Regions from separate parts of the Mus musculus genome. Here regions 2, 3 and 4 are each linked to region 1. Evidence: chromatin contacts called from public Hi-C and promoter capture Hi-C data. All regions are on one chromosome and are shown on one strand. Each heading gives the region's core, a stretch centred on a gene start, on an enhancer-like site or on the middle of the called end of the contact. The rest is flanking DNA. Distances are from core to core; before and after follow the strand shown.

Region 1 (4,559 bases), core at 768-3,267:
AATCCTACTTAAGCAGCCATGGCATTATTTATAAGGTGATCAGTGACTATGTGGTTCTACTGACAGTGATTTCTAAAGCATGAAAGTACAACATAGCACTATCTGTCACTTCAATACAATACACTTGAAAAGTCCTATTCACTCTGGCTAATTCTAATTTTTAAAATGGCTCTAACATCCAACAACTGATCAATTAAACTACAAAAGGATAAACTTAAACACATACACAGAAACACTTCAGGGAGGTGACACTGGATTAAAAGAAAACCTAACTTTAATAAAATGTCAACTAAGAAAATACATAGAAATTCCAAGACTAGACTAGTGTTTTCCAAGAAAAAAAAAGTTTTCTGTTGTTTCCAGCTGCCTGACAAAATTACAAATAAAGGCAGAAGAGTTTTAACTAGTGTGGAGGGAAAGAAAAGGCATCGCTTAAATAACTGTGGTAGGGAGAATAAGAGGAAAAAGGTTGGCAACTATCCTCAAAACCACTGATGTATTTGGGGGATTCGAGATCAGACAGGCCTCTTCCTCCACCAAGGATTTCAACGTAGAACATAAAAAAATGTACAGTCTTCTCTCTAGGTCACTACCCAGAGCAAGTTGTAACTCTTGACAAGGTTCATTAATACAAAACCACTACTTTAAAGTCATTTTAGTCAACCACACTACTATCAGAAACAATTACTTTAAATCAAACACATTCCTTTATACCCCCTTTCAGTTTTCAAGACACAGTCACAAAACGAACGTGAACAAACGTTTAGGTTCCAGGGTGCGTCCCTTCTCTCCCCTCTGTCTCCCTCCGTGGACACACAAGAACATTTTTTTTTCTAGTTCAGACATATTGATACCTACCACTCATAATGTACTCTTTATGCAACCTGCTTAATTTTGAAAGTTCTAATAAGACGTGGTAACGTTCGAGACGAAAAACTACCTTATAAGGCTATAAAAGACGGAAAGCAGGAAGCGGCTTTGACAAAACTAAGGAAGTTGCAGCGCGCTTGCTCACCAAGGGACTTTTTTGAGGCAAGAGCTATAACCCCCGTGAGATCCTCCTCGCTGGAACTGACTTGGTTCAATGGGTAGTGGGAGATGGCTACGAATGGGTGTGGGCGGAAACCAGGCGGCGCGTGGGTCCGCTGCAAAAGCCCCCCATGCTAGCTTCCCATTTTCACAGCCTGGTTCGTCGCTCTCCCCACCCACACGCCCTAAGAGATCGAGAGTTGTCACCGCGATCTTGCAAAATCTGCAAGGAGCGCTTCTCTCTCTCTCTCTCTCTCTCTCTCTCTCTCTCTCTCTCTCTCTCTCTCTCTCTCTCTCTCTTTTCCTTGCTCCTAGGTCTGGAGGTCCTCGGTGGGTGCCCTGCTTCACAGGCAGCAAAGGGGAGAGAAGGGAAAGGACAGCCAGGTGGGCCAGACGGCCTCCTCGGAAAGGAAGGGCCTGGAAAAGATCTCTGTCCCGGGAGGCTCCCGGCACCACCCCTCGCCAGTCTGGCCGGCTCCCCCCATTCATCTCCCTCCTCCGCCCGTCCCCGGCCTCAGTCTCCCCCACCCCGAAGACCCGCCGTACCCCGTGCCACAGTCCACCACACAGGCCGGCAGCCGTCCCGCCATCTTCCTCCTCGCCCGCCGCTGCCGTCCGTTCCGTGCTGCTGAGAGGCCGGGGAGCTAGAGATGGGAGCTGGCTGACCATGCACCGGCCCGGGCCGCCCTCGGTCGGGAGGGAGGGAGGAAGGGAGGGAGCTGTGGGAAGCCCGAGCAGGAGCGAGTGAGCAGTCGGCTAGTACTTCCGCAAGCCCAGCAGGCTGGCCGGCCGGCAGGCTGGCTGTCCCCGCCCTACCCTGCCGCGGCCTCCTCCTCTACCCCTCCGCTCTCCGCCCTCCTCCTCCTCCTCCTCGCTCCCGCCCCCACCCTACAACTTCTTCCCCCTCGCACTGCCTTTCCGCGGGGAGCCAAGATGGCCGCCGCTGCCGACGCCCCGGCCAGGCCAGGCCCCAGGCCGCGATCGCTCCCACTTCCGGTTCCGGGTGGGAGGAGCGAGCACGCGCGCGCGTGCGTGCGATGTACTGTGCGGCCGCCCGGCCCCGGCTCCCTTCCGGATAGCCAGAAAGTCCACTTTGGGTTTTCAAATAGCTGGAAGCCCAGAAGCCAAGCTGAGCTTGAAGGGGGTCCAGAAGCGGCTACGCATGCGCAGTGGCGCGCAGCTGTGGGTCGCGGCTCCGCTTCCGACTTGCGAAGATTCCAGTTCGCATTTTCTGGCCGGTGGCAGCCCAGAAGTCAGGCAGTTATTTAGTTAGGAAGCTGGCTTTTGGTGGTGGTGGGTGTTGAGTGTGTTTCTTCTCTGCTAACTTGAGCCATGGGCAGGAGGCTTTCTACTGTGGGGTGAAGGGCTAATTGGAAACGTGGTCAGCGGCATGTCCCCATAATCGCTGTAGGTGAGCAGTCAGAAAAGGGATGTGTCCTGAGATTTATGTCAGTTATACTATTGCATTGTAGTTTGCAAGCTCCCCAAAATGGTGGGCCTTTGCTTTTAAGACAGGCAAGGATCCAAGACGTTAGGTTGAACAATAACAAACCCACCTTCTTCAGGGTTTGGGGATTCCTGTGTGTCTTCCAAGAAAGGCAAGTGTTGGATCAGTGACATGGCTTAGCAGGTAAAGATGCTTGCACTCACTAACCTGAGTTTGAGCCCTTGGAGATCCACATGCTGGAAGGAATGAAAAGACCCCCACAAGTTGTTCTTTGATTTTGCGCACATCCTCCCCCTCATAAGAAAATATAAAACAAAAATTAAAAAATCAAGTTTCCCAGAGGTTATGCTCTACATAGCCTGTACAAATGGCCTTTATTTGGGTTTTGGGGTGATGATAAACTTCTTTCAAGAGTAGTGAGATTATCTCCGGCCTTTAAGAAAGGCCAGTGTCCCAGAGGTTGTGTTCTACAAAATAGACTCTGTGCAGGTGGCCTCTATTCCGGTTGAAGTGACAATGAATTTCCTTCTGTGGAGTGCTGTTAACGTGATACCAACTTTTTCTAGTTGGAAAAAAAAAGAAAAAGAAAAAGAAAGAAAGATGAGAAAAAGATATGTATTTTTTTACATCACAGACTTAAAAAGTAATACTTTTAAAACTTGAATACATCAGAGTAACATAGAAAGCTTAAAGTATGTTGCTGGGTCATCTCCCAGGGGATTAGGCAAAATCAATGTGCAGTAGAACCTGAGAATTTACTTTCTCATCAGCAGGAACCTGGAAAGTTAATAGCTTTCCTTCCCAACAGGCTTGTCTTTTATTTATTCTTTAGCAATCCCATACATGTAAATGCTATATCTTGATTGAATTTACCCAGAACCTTCTCTCTGGCTCCCCTGGATATCCCAATGTATTCCTCCTCCTCCTCCTCCTCCTCCTCCTCCTCCTCCTCCTCCTCCTCCTCCTCCTCCTTTTCTCCTCTTCCTCTTCTTCCTCTTCTTCCTCCTCCCTTCCTGTCCCCTCTGATTTTCATTTATTTTTTGGTAATCTCCTGAATCCAGTCAGTTTGGTTGAAATGCTGACTGATCTTGGCTAGATCTTCAGGAAACTATAACTGCAAAATCTGTGTCATGTCCAGAAGACAGCATCTTCTATGCACCCCCATCCCCTCCTCCATGATGCTCCCCGAGCTTTGTGGAGTGGTGAGGGTCTGCATAGATGGACCATCTAAGGCTGATGGTCAGTAGTCACCTACCCTCAGCATGATATGTGTAGAAATATCAGTGTTTACAAGGTAATATTACAACAGGTCTATTGAGTAGGGCAACAGGTTTCCCTATACAGCCTGTGACGGCCTAAACCATGGGAGGTTTGGACAGGTTTAGCATAATCTGCCTAAATTCCCTTCTGAAGAGCAGGCCTCATCCAAAAGTGTTTGGTCACCCCCATACCCCCTGTGCCATACTGTACTGGAGAGCATATTTTGAGCAGGCTAATCTAGGTTTGCTTATATGAGACCATAATAATACATTAAGAAAAGATGTGTTATTCAATGCAGAAAATTCTGTTATCAGGTTAGGTAAGCTGACCTGAGGGGTAAAATACCGACTTTTCTCTTATTAATGTTAGTCATTTGGTGAAAAGTATTTTCACCAGCTCTGTGTGGCAGAGACTATATTGATCCTTAATATAGTGGGGCAAAGAATAGATAAGGGGTGTGGGATCAGAGTTCTGCCTGTGAGTAGAGAAACAGATTGTATTAAGAGCCACAGAAAAGTGCTGAGAACTGTGAGAAACAGGTGAAGAGTTGGCAAACAGCAGAGCAGACACACTTGAACAAGATAAGTGGCTCTGCCACAGAGTAAGAAACAGAGGAAGGAAGGGAGGGGGGTTCCCGAGAAGAGAAGAAGGTGCATGTGTCCAGGACCTGACTTGAGGCAGGCCTGGGGGAGGGGAATCTGACCTCTTCCCTTCAGTGGTTAAAATGAAGACAGCCAAAGAGGATGTGATGAAAAACGAACCCTGAGAAAGAGGGTGGTTCAGAAATGTGTAGCTACCTCTAAGCATACTCAAGTTTATCCTA
Region 2 (4,199 bases), core at 930-3,429, 2.4 Mb after region 1:
CCAAGAAGCATGTTGGGGAGGAAAGGGCTTATTCAGCTTACACTTCCACTTTGCTGTTCATCACCAAAGGAAGTCAGGACTGGAACTCAAGCAAGCCAGTAAGTAACATCACTCCATGGCCTCTGCATCAGCTCCTGCTTCCTGACCTGCTTAAGTTCCAAACATAGTGGCACATGCTTTTAATCCCAGCACTCTAGAGGCAGAAGCAGGTGGGTTTCTGTGAGTTTGAGGCCAACCTTGTCTACGCAGTGAGTCCCACAAAAGCCAGAGCTACATAATAAAGAGTCTGTCTCAAAAAATTATTTAATTTAAATTTTTATGTATATAATTATTTTGTCTGCATGTGTATTTGTGCACTGTGTGCATTTCTGTTTACTATAGAAGTCAGAAGAGGGTGCTGAGTCCCCTAGAACTAGAAGTATGGAGCGTTGTATGTAGCCACGTGGATGCTGGGGACAGAGTTGGGGTCCTCTGTAACAACAGTCAGTACTCTTAACTGCTGAGCCATCTCTACAGTCCCCAACAGAATTCCAACTGCTAGTTAGCACTCCTGTCCTTCAGTGGTTTAAAAAGTAAAGCACTCATCAAATAGTATGTTCTTCTCAGAGTATATGTAACTTGTATGATGTTGTTTGGTTTTGTTTATTTTTTGTTTTGTTTTTCAAGACAAGAGTTTCTCTGTGTAACAGAGCCCTGGCTGTCCTGGTCTCACTTTGTAGGCCAGGCTTGCCTTGAATTAACAGAGATCTGCCTGCCTCTGTCTCCTGAGTGCTGGGATTAAAGGCATGCACTTCCATGCCTGGCTGCTTTTTAAAACAATAAGTTTAGTTGTATAGATTTTCTTTTCCTGGGGTTAGGAAAGGAGACAGTGGGTTTAAGGATCTTGGTCAGTGTTTATGAGTTGTAAAGTTTGAACAAGAGCTGAGGATGTAGTTCTGTTGGTAGAGCTTTTGCCTAGCATGCATGGTCCTCGCTTCTGTCTTTACCACCACACCATACAATCCAAGACGGTGCTACATGACTGCAGTCAGGATACTCAAAAGGAGGCAAGAGGATCAGAATTCCAGTTCGCTCTTCTCACCACAAGGCGTGTGAGGCTGGCTTATGAACCCTATCTCAAGAACAAAACCAAGGGCTTGAGAGATGGCTCAGTGGTTAAGAGTGCTCTTCCAAAGGTTCTGAGTTCAAATGCCAGCAATCACAAGGTGGCTCACAACCATCTGTAATGGGATCTGATGCCCTTTTCTGGTATACTCATATACATAAAATAAATATACTCATACACATTCTAGTGTAATCATATACATAAAATGAATAAATAAATCTAAAAAAAAACCCATTTGAATGAAAACTCAAAGAGGTTTTTAAATACAATTGTGACCATGCATATCTAGGGTCTTTGCCATATAGGACTACATATGCCCCAAGATATTTATGAATGTAGCCCAATACATCTGTGGATGTGAATGTCATGTAACAATTTCAAAATGTTCATCAGTTTGTTTTTGTTTTTTGTTGTTGTTGTTTTTTGTTTGTTTGGTTGTTTTTTTTCTTCCGAGACAGGGTTTTTCTGTGTAGCCCTGGCTGTCCTGGAACTCACTTTGTAGACCAGGCTGGCCTCGAACTCAGAAATCTGCCTGCCTCTGCCTCCCGAGTGCTGGGATTAAAGGTGTGTGCCACCACGCTCGGCTCATCAGCTCTTCTTGAGTCTACAAAATACTCTTATTATTTTTACTTTTAATTCTTTAAACAATACTTGTTAATTTTATTTCATGTGCATGAGTGTTTCGTCAGCATGTAAATCTGTTTGTGCAGCACGTGCATGCCTGGTGTCAGTCGAGGCCAGAAGCAGGTACAGGATCCCTTTGGACTGAAATCACAAATGGTTGTGAACTGCTATGCAGGTGCTGGAAATCGAACATAGGTCTTGTGAAAGCGCAGCGGGTAGTCTTAACTGCACAGTTATCCCTCTAGCCCCAACAGAATTTTAAAAAAAATATTACTAAACCACCTTGAAGAAGAGCGTATGCCACACTAAGATCTTTCTGTCTGGAGGAAAAAGGTCTTCCCACCTTCCAGCAGGCCCTTTGTAGGCGGGCCCGCTTCGGGGCCCCACCCACCACCCACCGAGGCCCCGCCCACGGCCACTCAGTGCCCTCCTCCTAGCTCCCTTCTTCCCGACAGCCTTCGCGCGGGGCCTGACGCTCCGCTCCGCAAGATGGCGGCGGACAGTGAGGTGAGTTCTGCGCCCTGGGTGCCTCTGTCACAGAGTTCTGCCGCCGACGTCAGTGGCCCGCAGCTTACTGTCTGTGCTCTTCTCTGTCCCCGCAGCCCGAGTCCGAAGTGTTTGAGATCACAGACTTCACCACAGCCTCGGAGTGGGAGAGGTGAGTAGTGTGTTTGGTCCTGTCTGGCCCCGGGCGGCATCACACAGGTGACGCTGGTTCGGAGGGAGACGCCCACGCTTCGTCTCTTCTTCCGCGCCACGGCAACTTTGGCTTTTTCCGCATCAATCATACAGACAGGTCAGACCAACCTTCAGACTCCGCCTTTAAAACAAGTTGTGTTGACTTCCAGATCACTTCCCTGGCACAGAAAACCATTTCCGAGGTCGTCCCCGGGTCTTATGCTTTCATGTCAATTTGCCTCAGTTGTCATCAAAGCCGTCAGCTAAGCAGCTGCTGTGTTTTCTTCCTGTGTTTATTGGAAGAGACTTTTAGCGTACCGATGACTGTTCATCTGTCATCCTCTTACCATCGTTATCCTGTCTTCGAGAAATTAAAAAATTAAAATTCTACTATTTCATACTTATAAATAGTATGTTTACATACGTCTTTGGAATGTTTTGATTCACAGCGTTACATTTTAAACTTGGTCCTGTGCCCAGACTTCCCGAGCTTGTCAAATTCAGATGAACAACTGCATTAAGGCGAACATGTTTTATCACCTGAGTGAGTTGAAAACTAAGTTTGTTGGCTTGATAGCTAGCTATTGAGGTTATTGTTGCAGTGCTTGTAGGCTTTACAAATGTGTGGCTCTCATATCAGTTGGTGGCATAGGAAGATATAAAAGATCTTTGAAATAGTAGTTTGACTTGTGTTCCCATCCCCACACTTCATCGAGTCAGTAAGACTTAACACACTAGCAAGACTTTATGAGGAAGTACTGTGTGCCCTGAACTATCCTAAGATCAGGGAAATCTATATACCTTTTAAAAACTCCAACAAATAGTTAAAATGTAAGCCAGTTGGTACTAACTACAAAGAACTAGTTAAGTAGGGAAAACGTGGACTACAAAATTGTTGGAGACATTTTTGTAGGGAAAAGATAGGAAATGCCTGCTTTGAAATTGGGGAGGGAAATGGAAGCTGGGTGACGTGGCACCTGTGTATAATAGTGACTACTGGCAAGGCTGAGGCGGATCACTTGAGCTAAGGAATTAAGACCAGCCTGAGCAATCTAAGAGGTACTGCCTTAAGAAAGGAAAGGGAAAATGGTTCAGGGTTTGGTTAAACATGAGAAGGGACTGACATTTCGAGACAAGTAAGTGAGGAATTATCACTGGGAAATAAATAAAAATGATACAGTGAGATCAGTTTCCAAAGCCAAGGCAGAGGCGTCGAGAGTTGGTGCACTTGACTAAAAACTCTCCAACTTGACTGTGCATCAGAACCTGCTGGTCTCGGTTCTCAGTGTTTCCCATTAGGTTTTAGGTCCAATCCCCAAATTTGCTTTTCTAACATGGTCCCAGGTAATACAGATGCCAGCAGGTCAGAAGACCATATTTAGAAAGCACTGCTGCTTAAAGTGGCAAGAGCTTTTGATCCTATGGTGCAAGGATTGTTTGGTTTAAGTTGTTACATTGTGGTAAAATGAAGTAAGCAGTTTACATTGATTCATAAAGTGGAACTGTAATTAGTTGGATAGAGTGAACTAGATTTAGGTAGATGAGCTTAATGTAAGTCTGAGGGGAAAGGCTCAATTATGAAACTTCAGGTTCATGCCTAAACGAAAAGATATGTATCAAGAGTGCTCTTTTGGGCACATTGACTGTAAAGTTGATATTTTGAAGGTAGTTAGAAAATGATGGTCTTGGAGGGTGAGTGGTAAGAAGACATTAATGATTAGTGTTTAGAATGGAAAAATGGCCATTTTCCCTGGTTAAATAGTTTAAAATTTCCTGAGGGGTGCTGGGGCGA
Region 3 (4,247 bases), core at 174-2,673, 3.0 Mb after region 1:
TTCATGGAGTAAGTTAGGAAGAGGAGCTGAAGTTCAGGCTATAAACTACACTTATTAAACAGTTACGTAGTCTTTCATTTTATCTTACCTTACCTCTACAATGTTCTTAAGTTCCTTCCATTTATTTATAGAACTCTATTATAATGTCTACCATATACTGTATCTTATACCTATACTACTTACAATGGTGTGTTGATAATTTATACAATTAGACACACTAACACACAAAAATAATTTCCTTAAATTTTTTTTTAACAAGGTAGTTTTGAAAGATGTCTGAAACAGTTTCTGTTCTTCTACATTCTCTTGTTGAAATTGTTTCTTCAATATGAGAGAACTGTCACATAATGGTATGTGCCATAAATAGGTGGTGCATTTGAACCAAAGGGGGGTGAAAATAAGAAAAAAAAGTGTTATTGTTTCTATTTAGTACTCACATTTCAGCAGAACTAAATAGTAACTTATTATTCTGAGTTATGATGTAGTTAGCAAATGCTGAATTCCTCCACCAAAAAATTAGGAGCCAGGAAAAGATTAAGACTTAAGTATTACTACAAACACCTAACTTAGAGGATTTCAAACCTTGACTTCTGCAAAGTGCTATGGATCACTGAGGGTTATCTCTGGGAATTGCACTACCCTACCTCACAGAGTCACTGAGAAAGGAAACCAAGATAACACGTGTTGGCAGCTGTCACAAGGAAAAGTCATTAAATACACTGGCAGCTCGTGCTGCAAAGGGCTGTCTTTACTGGCCAGAACATTATGAGGGCTGAGGGTATCGATTAGTGGTGCTTTATCAGAAATGTCCGGGGACTGGGCTGGTGTGTTCCGTGCAGGACGTGCTAACCTAGGAAGGCTCGAGTGAACCTCGCCGCAGCTACTTCCGGTTCCGCGAGCGCCCACGTTTGCCTGTCCCCCCACCCCCAGGAACACGGTTCTTCCAGGCCACGGTCCCAAGAGTTAACAGTCCCGAGTAGTTGAGGCCGCGAGCCCAGGCACGGCCCCTGGGGTCCTCGGGAGCACTGGCCTGCGACGCGACACCCCACGCCGCGGCCTGCGAGTAAAGCGCTGACGGGAGCTACGGAAGCGGCGCCCGGATCGCCCCACTCCCTCCCTCAGCGCACTCCCCGACCCGGGGGGAAAGGAGGAAACCCACTTCCGCCGCGTCCACGATCTCCCGCGGCTTCTCCTGACCCTTACGGCTGGCGTTGGTGCTGGGCATCAGGACACTGGATTTGGGGAGTGGATACCACCCTCCCTCGCAGGCTTCCGTAGGACAGGCTAAGAAGCGGCTCCCTCCCGCACAGTCTCGCCCTCCCAGCCCGGGTTCTAAGCCCCCAGTCTCCGCGTGGAACCTTGGCTTCGGAAATATCGCGAGAGCCACAGCGAGCTCTCGCGCGCCGCCGCCAGCTCCTCCCTCTGCCCCGCCCACGGGAGTCATGGGGCGTGGCCCAGAAGTGGGTGTGGTCTCGCAGGATAGGCTCCGAGGAATCTTCCCTGCAGAGCCTCTTGACATACCTACCCTCTTGGTCTAACTTCATTCCAGTTAATTGTCTTCCCCTTGCTCCCAGAGTCCCTCTTTTTAAATTTAATTCTAATTATTTTAAAGACAGGGTCTGTGTAATGCTGTCTGGCCTGGAACTCACGAGGATCCTCCTGCCTCTGCTCCCTGAGTGCTGGGATTAAGAGTGTGAAACACCACGAGCTTGCTTACTTGTATATTTAGAGACAGGGAGTTGGGGGTGGGGTGAGTATCATTGTTTCACCCTCCCTGGCAGACAGCTTGTCTCGCGTCCTGCCAGCTGGGATCTCCGCTTTTGGAATTGATGCCTTCACTGCCCTGTGGAAGCCTGTCTCTTGGGTCAGAGGAGGTCTCTGGGCAACCTGCTCTGTGTGGGAAGGCAGGATGCTGTGTTAGAGGTAGGCAGGTAGGCTCCTAAGGCAGGATGGAGTACTGTTTTAAAAGCAATAGCCTACAGGTTTTCCTTGACTTGTTGTGTTGTGAAAGGCAATGCATAGTATAGTGTTGGTTGTCTAATGGGTGAATCTTCCCTAAATTAGACTTTTGAAAAATGCTGTCGTTTTTATTGAATGTGGGCTTTGGTAATTCGGGCCTGCAGTTAACAGCACTCAGGAAGCAGAGGCCAGCCTTGTTTGCGTAGTGAGACTCTATCTTAAAACAACAACCAAGAAGGAAAAGTTTGTTGGGATGAAATTTGAAGACTTGATTACATACTACTTCCGGTGCTGGACACAAGCTTTAGCCGTCTTTGTCACATTTTAGCTGTCTGTAGTGTCTTATCTTGACATAAAATGTCATGGTCAATACTTGTTAACAGGATACAATTGGACCCTCCTCCCCAACCCTACCTTATCCCCTCAAATGAAAGCTCTCTGGGAATAACTTTACTTAGATCTGGAATCCAGGTAAGATTTTACTTAGATCTGGAATCCAGGTAAGATAGATATGGTGGCTCCAGAAGTGTAGTTTACTATGTAGTTATAGGTGGGGGAAAATATGGTTCAATTAACTCATCAGTGGTTATAAATATGTGCTTTGTGCTAAGCGTTATATAAACCATTGGCAATAAAATGATTACTGATGGTTCTGGCCAGGATCCTGAGCTGATCTTTCTACTTGACGCAGGCTGACTGCCGAGAAGAGACACATCTTAATCTGCTACTGTTTGCTCAAAACAGAAGAATGTATTCATTCCTTAGGGAATGATAGTGAATACTTATGGTCAATAGCACATTCCATTATAGTCAAGGGATTCCAATGCAGAAAGCATCTGAATTGGCTCCATTTCTAAAAGAAGTATTTATTCTCTTAGCCTTAGTACTAATGTATGCCCTGATCGACAGAAGGCAACATATAAATTCTATTGTCATTTGGTAGGGTGGAATTGTCATATTTCAGTGTGTCCACAAGACTCCTTTTGTTTGTTTGTTTCTTGTTGTTTTCCTGCATATGTCTTACTGTGCTCCTTTGCTTTGATAGAATATTCTTATTTAGGTCATAACTTTGGAGTAACGATGTAAATATGTGTAAGAAATATCAACTATGACTTTTTCTATCGAATACTGTAAAACTTGTGTTTAAAACCAGGAATTCAAATCTGTTTATCTCCCTTTCCTTACAAGACTTATGAAAATGCTTTAGTTCCCTACCCAGTAAAACCTTTGTTTACACAAAGGCTCCATGCTCTAGACTAGGAATTCAATGGCCTGGAACAGTGACCCTTTTCTCCTTGGAGCAGTGACCCCTTCCTGCTTCTTCCATTTCCTGTGCACCAGTTCTTTGCAGACTAGCCAACTGAATAAGACTGTGAGGTCGGACCCCAGCCAATGGGGAAAAGACACAGCTGAGGTAAAATAAAAACCAAATGTACTTCCTGTGTTGGGATGTTTGCTCTTCAGAGGATACCCTTTGATCAAGAGTCAAGTTTGCCTTGTCCAGATACTTCGGTTGGACTGGTCATGTCTTTCTCTGTGTTCCTGAACTTATTTCTAACAATATGTGCTCTTGCTTTCTCACCTAACAGAAGAAAAGCATTTGCTAGCTACATCAATGGACACACGCTATACTCCTGAGGTCTCCCAAGTGTCAGTAGTTGGGGTTTCTCAGCAGAAGAGCATCTTGGCAGATTGGGGCCAAGGAATGCCATAAAGTCACACATGCAACAGACCTCACTCAAGAGATTTAGTGGGGCTTGGGGGAGGGTATACAAAGACAGCCTTTGAGCAAGGATGGAGGAGAAAGAGAACAAGTTGTGAAGACACAGGCTTTATAAAGGGATACAGTAAATGTGCACAGGGAGAATACGCCACCTACGATGATTGGAAATGGGCTGCATTTGGTGACTGGTGAGATGACGTGGCTGCTGTCTCTTGAGTTACTGAAGGCAGGCTGGGTAGGGAAGACCTGGTTCTGGAATGAGGATGGTTCTTAGTTTTCTTATATTCCTCTCTCTTATTTATTATAAAAGGTGAGGAATAGGAAGGGGTGACAGGTGAGGTAGAAATGGGGGCGCCGTGTTCCTTAGATTGCTTCCTGCTGTCTGGGGATGGCGACATCTTTGGAGCACTGTTGATCCTCACCAGCAGGACATATTCAGCAGTCATAAGTCTCTGGCCCCGTGGCTAGGGGTTGGTGGTCCTGTAAGAACTGATTAAATGTTTGATTGGAGAGTTTTTTAATTTGTCGTCGGAGAAAGGTAGAGAAGAGACTGATAAAGTTAGTA
Region 4 (4,190 bases), core at 636-3,135, 2.7 Mb after region 1:
ACGTGAAAGTATTATATTGAAAAGCAAAAACATTTATTTTCTTTAAAAAAGTAAGAGTGTTTTGTCTGCTTGGAAGTTGCAGATATATTTCTGTCTCTGGGATTGCACTAGTTAGGACTCTCATCCACATAGTATATAAAACACCTCTTAACAGTTCTGGACACAGACTTAATACTTCAATAAAAATAATGAAAATAGAAAGGAATGGTTTTTAAATCTAAAAGTAGAAAGCAAAGAGGAAACCAAATCAACACACAAAACATAACTATGAAGATGCTAAATTTGGAGATATTAAAAAGACCAAGTAACATAAATTTTGCTTAATCTTTCTAACTCGTTTTAAACAAAACTTACCTTTCTGTGCACTCTTCAATCCTTTAAGCCTAGTATATTTACCACTAGTGTAAGTGCTCAATAAATATTTATGAGAAAAGTAGTAAGACAAAGTCTCCATAAAAATGATGGAGGAGACTTTTTTTTTTTTAAGATCCTGTTCAAAGGCAACTTCTGACTTCTGGGGACTATTTGTATAAATGGGAGGAATTAGTTCAGAATTTCCAATACCTTCCAGGACATGAACCTATGCTGCTTCACAGACAGTAGCTAAAGGCAAATTAAAGCATCCTCTACAAACTCAAGAGTGAACAGATCTGATAAACACTGGCTCTGCAAGACTAAGTAGCAAAGTAGAAAATTACATTACAGGCTCGAGAATTACACCCATGCCATTTCATATTTCTGGATGGGTTTTTTTAGGGGGAGGGGGCAGTGCGGGGGGGGGGGTTATTTTAGACAAGGTGAATTCTGTAGTCCCAGCTGTTTTAAAACTCACTCTGTAGCCCAGGCTATGAACTCGCGGCGACCTTTCAGCTTCCAGCTGTTACAGGCATCAGCCACCACGCCCGACTGTTACCCACTATTTTCTTATAGCGCAATTAAAGTGCAGTCAATTTCCCATCTCTTGCCCTATACAGTCCGCCAAAATGCAGCACTAGCTTCATAATCTTCAACTCCCGCCAAACTTTTTGCAAGCGTCTTCAACTAAGCGGAAGTGACGTTAAACGGATGACCTAGACTTGGAAGAGTTCAAATACCAGCACTCTAAAACATTGTAATGTGTTGAGAAAATTCCCAACCCTGTTATATTCTCCTTCCTTTAGCGATGCGAAAAGACCTGACTAGAACCTTGCGACTTCATTCTCAACTCCAAATTATTCAAAAATTTCCTCTTACTCATCTAGACAAGGAGGTTACACCGTAACCTCTCAAGAACTACAATTCCCATGAAACACTACCGGAAGCAAAATGAGGAAAACAGGGTCTCAAAGCATCTTGGGAACTGTAGTCGCAGGAGCCAAAGTGCTCAGAAGCCCTGCCTCCACCACTAAGACTGGAGGAACCAGGTGTTCAGCCTGGAACCCGTTACCGCTAAGGGGCGGAGCCACATCCTTAAAGCCTTCCTCTCATCTTCCCACATGAACGACAAAATTGTCCTTTCATCCTTAAAAAGCTCTATAATCATTCCCTGAAGAAAGAGAGTTGTCTACCACATCTCCAGTGATTAAAATCGCCCGGAACTCGCCCACCTCAGGATTCTACTCGTGGGAAAGGTGGCTCTTTCACAAGTGGGCAAAATGGCTGTCCTCCTAGCTTTATCATTGGTTGACTCTTACGTCGTTCAGGGACGACAACTTGCCCGGGATTGGTTCTTTTTCTTTTGTGGGTGGAGATAGACTTAGTCCCGTTCTCCCGCTGTCCCGCAGTGATAATGGGGGTGGAGCGAAAGTGGTTTTCAAACGCTGATTGGATAATTTGTATGTCACTTAATGTTGACCTAGCGTATGAGGTAGGCTGCTTTCCGTCAACGCGACGGAGAGGCGGGGCCAGTGCGTGGTGGGAAGGGGCGGGATTCTGCCGCCGCGGCTGCCGCTGGAGCCGGTGTCCGGGCTGGTGATGGGGTTAATTCCCTTCCGTGAGACTCTACCTTGCAACCAGCCGGCCCCGCCGTCGCCCCGCTGTGCCGCGCTCCCGCCACCTCCTCCTGCTCCTTCTCAGTAACGCGGGTAAGAGATGCTGTCCCCTCCCCCGCGGCGCCCCGGGAATAACGCGCTCGCTCCCCTCCCCCGCCCGCCAACCGGTAGCGCTAACGGAGCGGGAGAGTGAGGCAGCCGGGGAGCTAAGCGCTGAGGAGACGGCGTCCCTCCCCTCTCCTCCGGCCCGCCAGGGGCCGTCGGGTTCTGAGGCGAGCCCTCTAGTCGCCTCCACCGCGCGGTGCCCGCCGCTTCGCTGGGGGCCATGTGCAGCGCCAACCCCTTGAGGCCTAGCGGGGGAGCTGGGGACAGGTTCCCGAGCGTCCCTGCTGCAGCTGCTGCTCTTGCGAGCCCTGGAGATCCGGGGAGGACGGAGGGGAAAAGCAACATAGTCAGGCCAGGCTGGAGCAGGGACCGTTCGCGGAACTGTTCTCCGGGGCCTGGACCAGATGCCCGGGGCTGATACCCCCGCTCCGGGGAATTGTCACACACACCAAAAGGGAAACAGCACGTCGTGCCCGTACTGCCCGTACTGCTAGAAAAAACACAGTGGGGAAATTAGCAAGAAAGTTGAATGACTGTCAGAGCCTTGGTCGTTGATGGACGAACCTACGGGGGACGTTATGATGTAAATCCCCCTCCCCCCTTTCCATCCCTGTATATTAGAAGTTTTTTTTTTTTTCTTCTTGTGGTTATGTACCAGAGATTGTCACTGTTGTCTGAAGTTGCTTTTAAGGAGAAACAAAATTGGGTTTGGCTGTTGTGACTTCTGTGAATTGGGTCCTGAGAGAGCAAGTCCCCTAAACTAGTTAGAGGTGAAGAGGTATCTTCCAAAGCAGTGCTGCTTACTAAATAATAAGGTGCATTTCTGAAGAGGTAAAAATAGAATTTCTAGCATGAATGAATACACACAAACACACATATCCCACTCCTAAGGTTATAGTTTGGCTGGGTCACGTTAAAGAATCTCATACCATACTCCCCTTTATTTTAGATTTTTTCCCTGGACAGGGTCTCTCTGTGTAGCCCTGGCTGTCCTGGTACTCACAATGTAGACCAGGCTGGCCTTGAGCTCACAGAATCCACCTGTCTCTGCCTCCCAAGAGCTGGGATCAAAGGTGTGGCCCCCCATCGCCCAGCTAAAGAAACCTCTTAAATTTAAATGTCATTGATTCCAAGAGCATCGAGTCATAAAAAGATGAAATCAACCTCGAAGCCCCTTCCTTATAATACTTGAATCAGTAGAGTTCATGTAGCTACCCATTTAACTGAAGAAATATCATTCTCTTCAGATTTTATGTCTTTATATTTTAGGGGATTGTCTTATAATTGTATCAGATTTTGATAGTGTGCCCATCTTTTCAAATTCCACTCTGCTTTTTCAGCCTAGGAGAATATGACTTTAGTGGACCCTGTAATCTATAATAGGCATGGCTACAGACCACCCCATTTCTAAGATTTATTTGTTTTAGAGAGAACACTGGTTCTGAATAAACAACCTATGCTTTGACTAATAGACTATTTCTTCTGGGTCACAGAAGTACCTTAGGAATCTGCCATGTTCTCAAAATAATGCAAGTAGATACAGAAGTAAAATAGATCCATTCACTTGGATTAAGAAGGAATCTGGTTATGTGTTACTGATTTTTTTAATGTAGTACATAGCTTTTGAAGATTAGTTCCCTCAGCTTCTCCATTGAGTCCCCATAGCATACATTCCCTAGCATAGTTCCCCAAACTTGATAATTAGTTGGCAATTTATGCAGTGATATATTTAGGTCTCATGAATTCTTTGTATGGAAGGTCTGATGAAAATACAGGGGACTACATTCTTTTACTATTTGTGGGACCATTTTATGAGGCTAATCTAACCTAACCTCGGTTAATAATGGGGAGGATAATGCTTAATCTATGGAGCTGTAAATAGACTATGTAAAGCTACTAGGATTGTGTCTCACATGTATATATTTGTTACATTAAGTTTTTATCTTTGTTTTCTCATTTTCATATTTAGAGAATGAATTTGCTGTTCATATGCAGAGTATTGTTGCAGTCTCAAAAATCTCTTCTACTGTTGAGTGTTAATGTACACAGTGGCTTAAAACAATATCTCATAGCCAATTTTTTTGTTTTTGTTTTATTACATTTACTGGGGTACGG

Evidence for each region. A called contact is a pair of places that touch in the nucleus more often than the background predicts. Capture Hi-C pulls out chosen DNA fragments and counts their contacts.
Region 2: a contact with region 1 is called in a promoter capture Hi-C map of adipose tissue, with 2.6 times the contacts expected there. The contact joins the promoter of Rab3gap1 here to the promoter of Actr3 in region 1. A contact is called at or near these places in 3 of 39 promoter capture datasets (the C10 cell line, hippocampal neurons and liver), 1 of 115 datasets of contacts at active chromatin or transcription factors (astrocytes) and 1 of 9 other capture datasets (adipose tissue).
Region 3: a contact with region 1 is called in a promoter capture Hi-C map of liver, with 3 times the contacts expected there. The contact joins the promoter of Dars here to the promoter of Actr3 in region 1. A contact is called at or near these places in 2 of 115 datasets of contacts at active chromatin or transcription factors (astrocytes and stem cell-derived neural progenitor cells) and 2 of 9 other capture datasets (adipose tissue and liver).
Region 4: a Hi-C map of B cells shows a contact between it and region 1, with 7 read pairs. The contact joins the promoter of R3hdm1 here to the promoter of Actr3 in region 1. A contact is called at or near these places in 2 of 39 promoter capture datasets (liver and pre-B cells), 3 of 484 Hi-C or Micro-C datasets (B cells, muscle stem cells and uterus), 4 of 115 datasets of contacts at active chromatin or transcription factors (astrocytes, bone marrow-derived dendritic cells, embryonic stem cells and 1 more) and 2 of 9 other capture datasets (adipose tissue and liver).

Annotation. Positions count from the first base shown.
Region 1 is chr1:125,433,710-125,438,268 of GRCm38.p6, forward strand. Actr3 (ARP3 actin-related protein 3) reads right to left here and starts at 2,018. Exons shown (of 12, transcript NM_023735.2): 1 at 1,576-2,018. The coding sequence starts at 1,619.
Region 2 is chr1:127,866,594-127,870,792 of GRCm38.p6, forward strand. It overlaps Rab3gap1 (RAB3 GTPase activating protein subunit 1), which reads left to right and starts at 2,180. Exons shown (of 24, transcript NM_178690.4): 1 at 2,180-2,236; 2 at 2,332-2,387. The coding sequence starts at 2,219.
Region 3 is chr1:128,415,993-128,420,239 of GRCm38.p6, forward strand. Dars (aspartyl-tRNA synthetase) reads right to left here and starts at 1,424. Exons shown (of 16, transcript NM_177445.5): 1 at 1,160-1,424. The coding sequence starts at 1,225.
Region 4 is chr1:128,101,421-128,105,610 of GRCm38.p6, forward strand. It overlaps R3hdm1 (R3H domain containing 1), which reads left to right and starts at 1,886. Exons shown (of 27, transcript NM_181750.2): 1 at 1,886-2,063. It overlaps Zranb3 (zinc finger, RAN-binding domain containing 3), which reads right to left and starts at 1,051. Exons shown (of 21, transcript NM_027678.3): 1 at 833-1,051. It also overlaps the pseudogene Gm29383.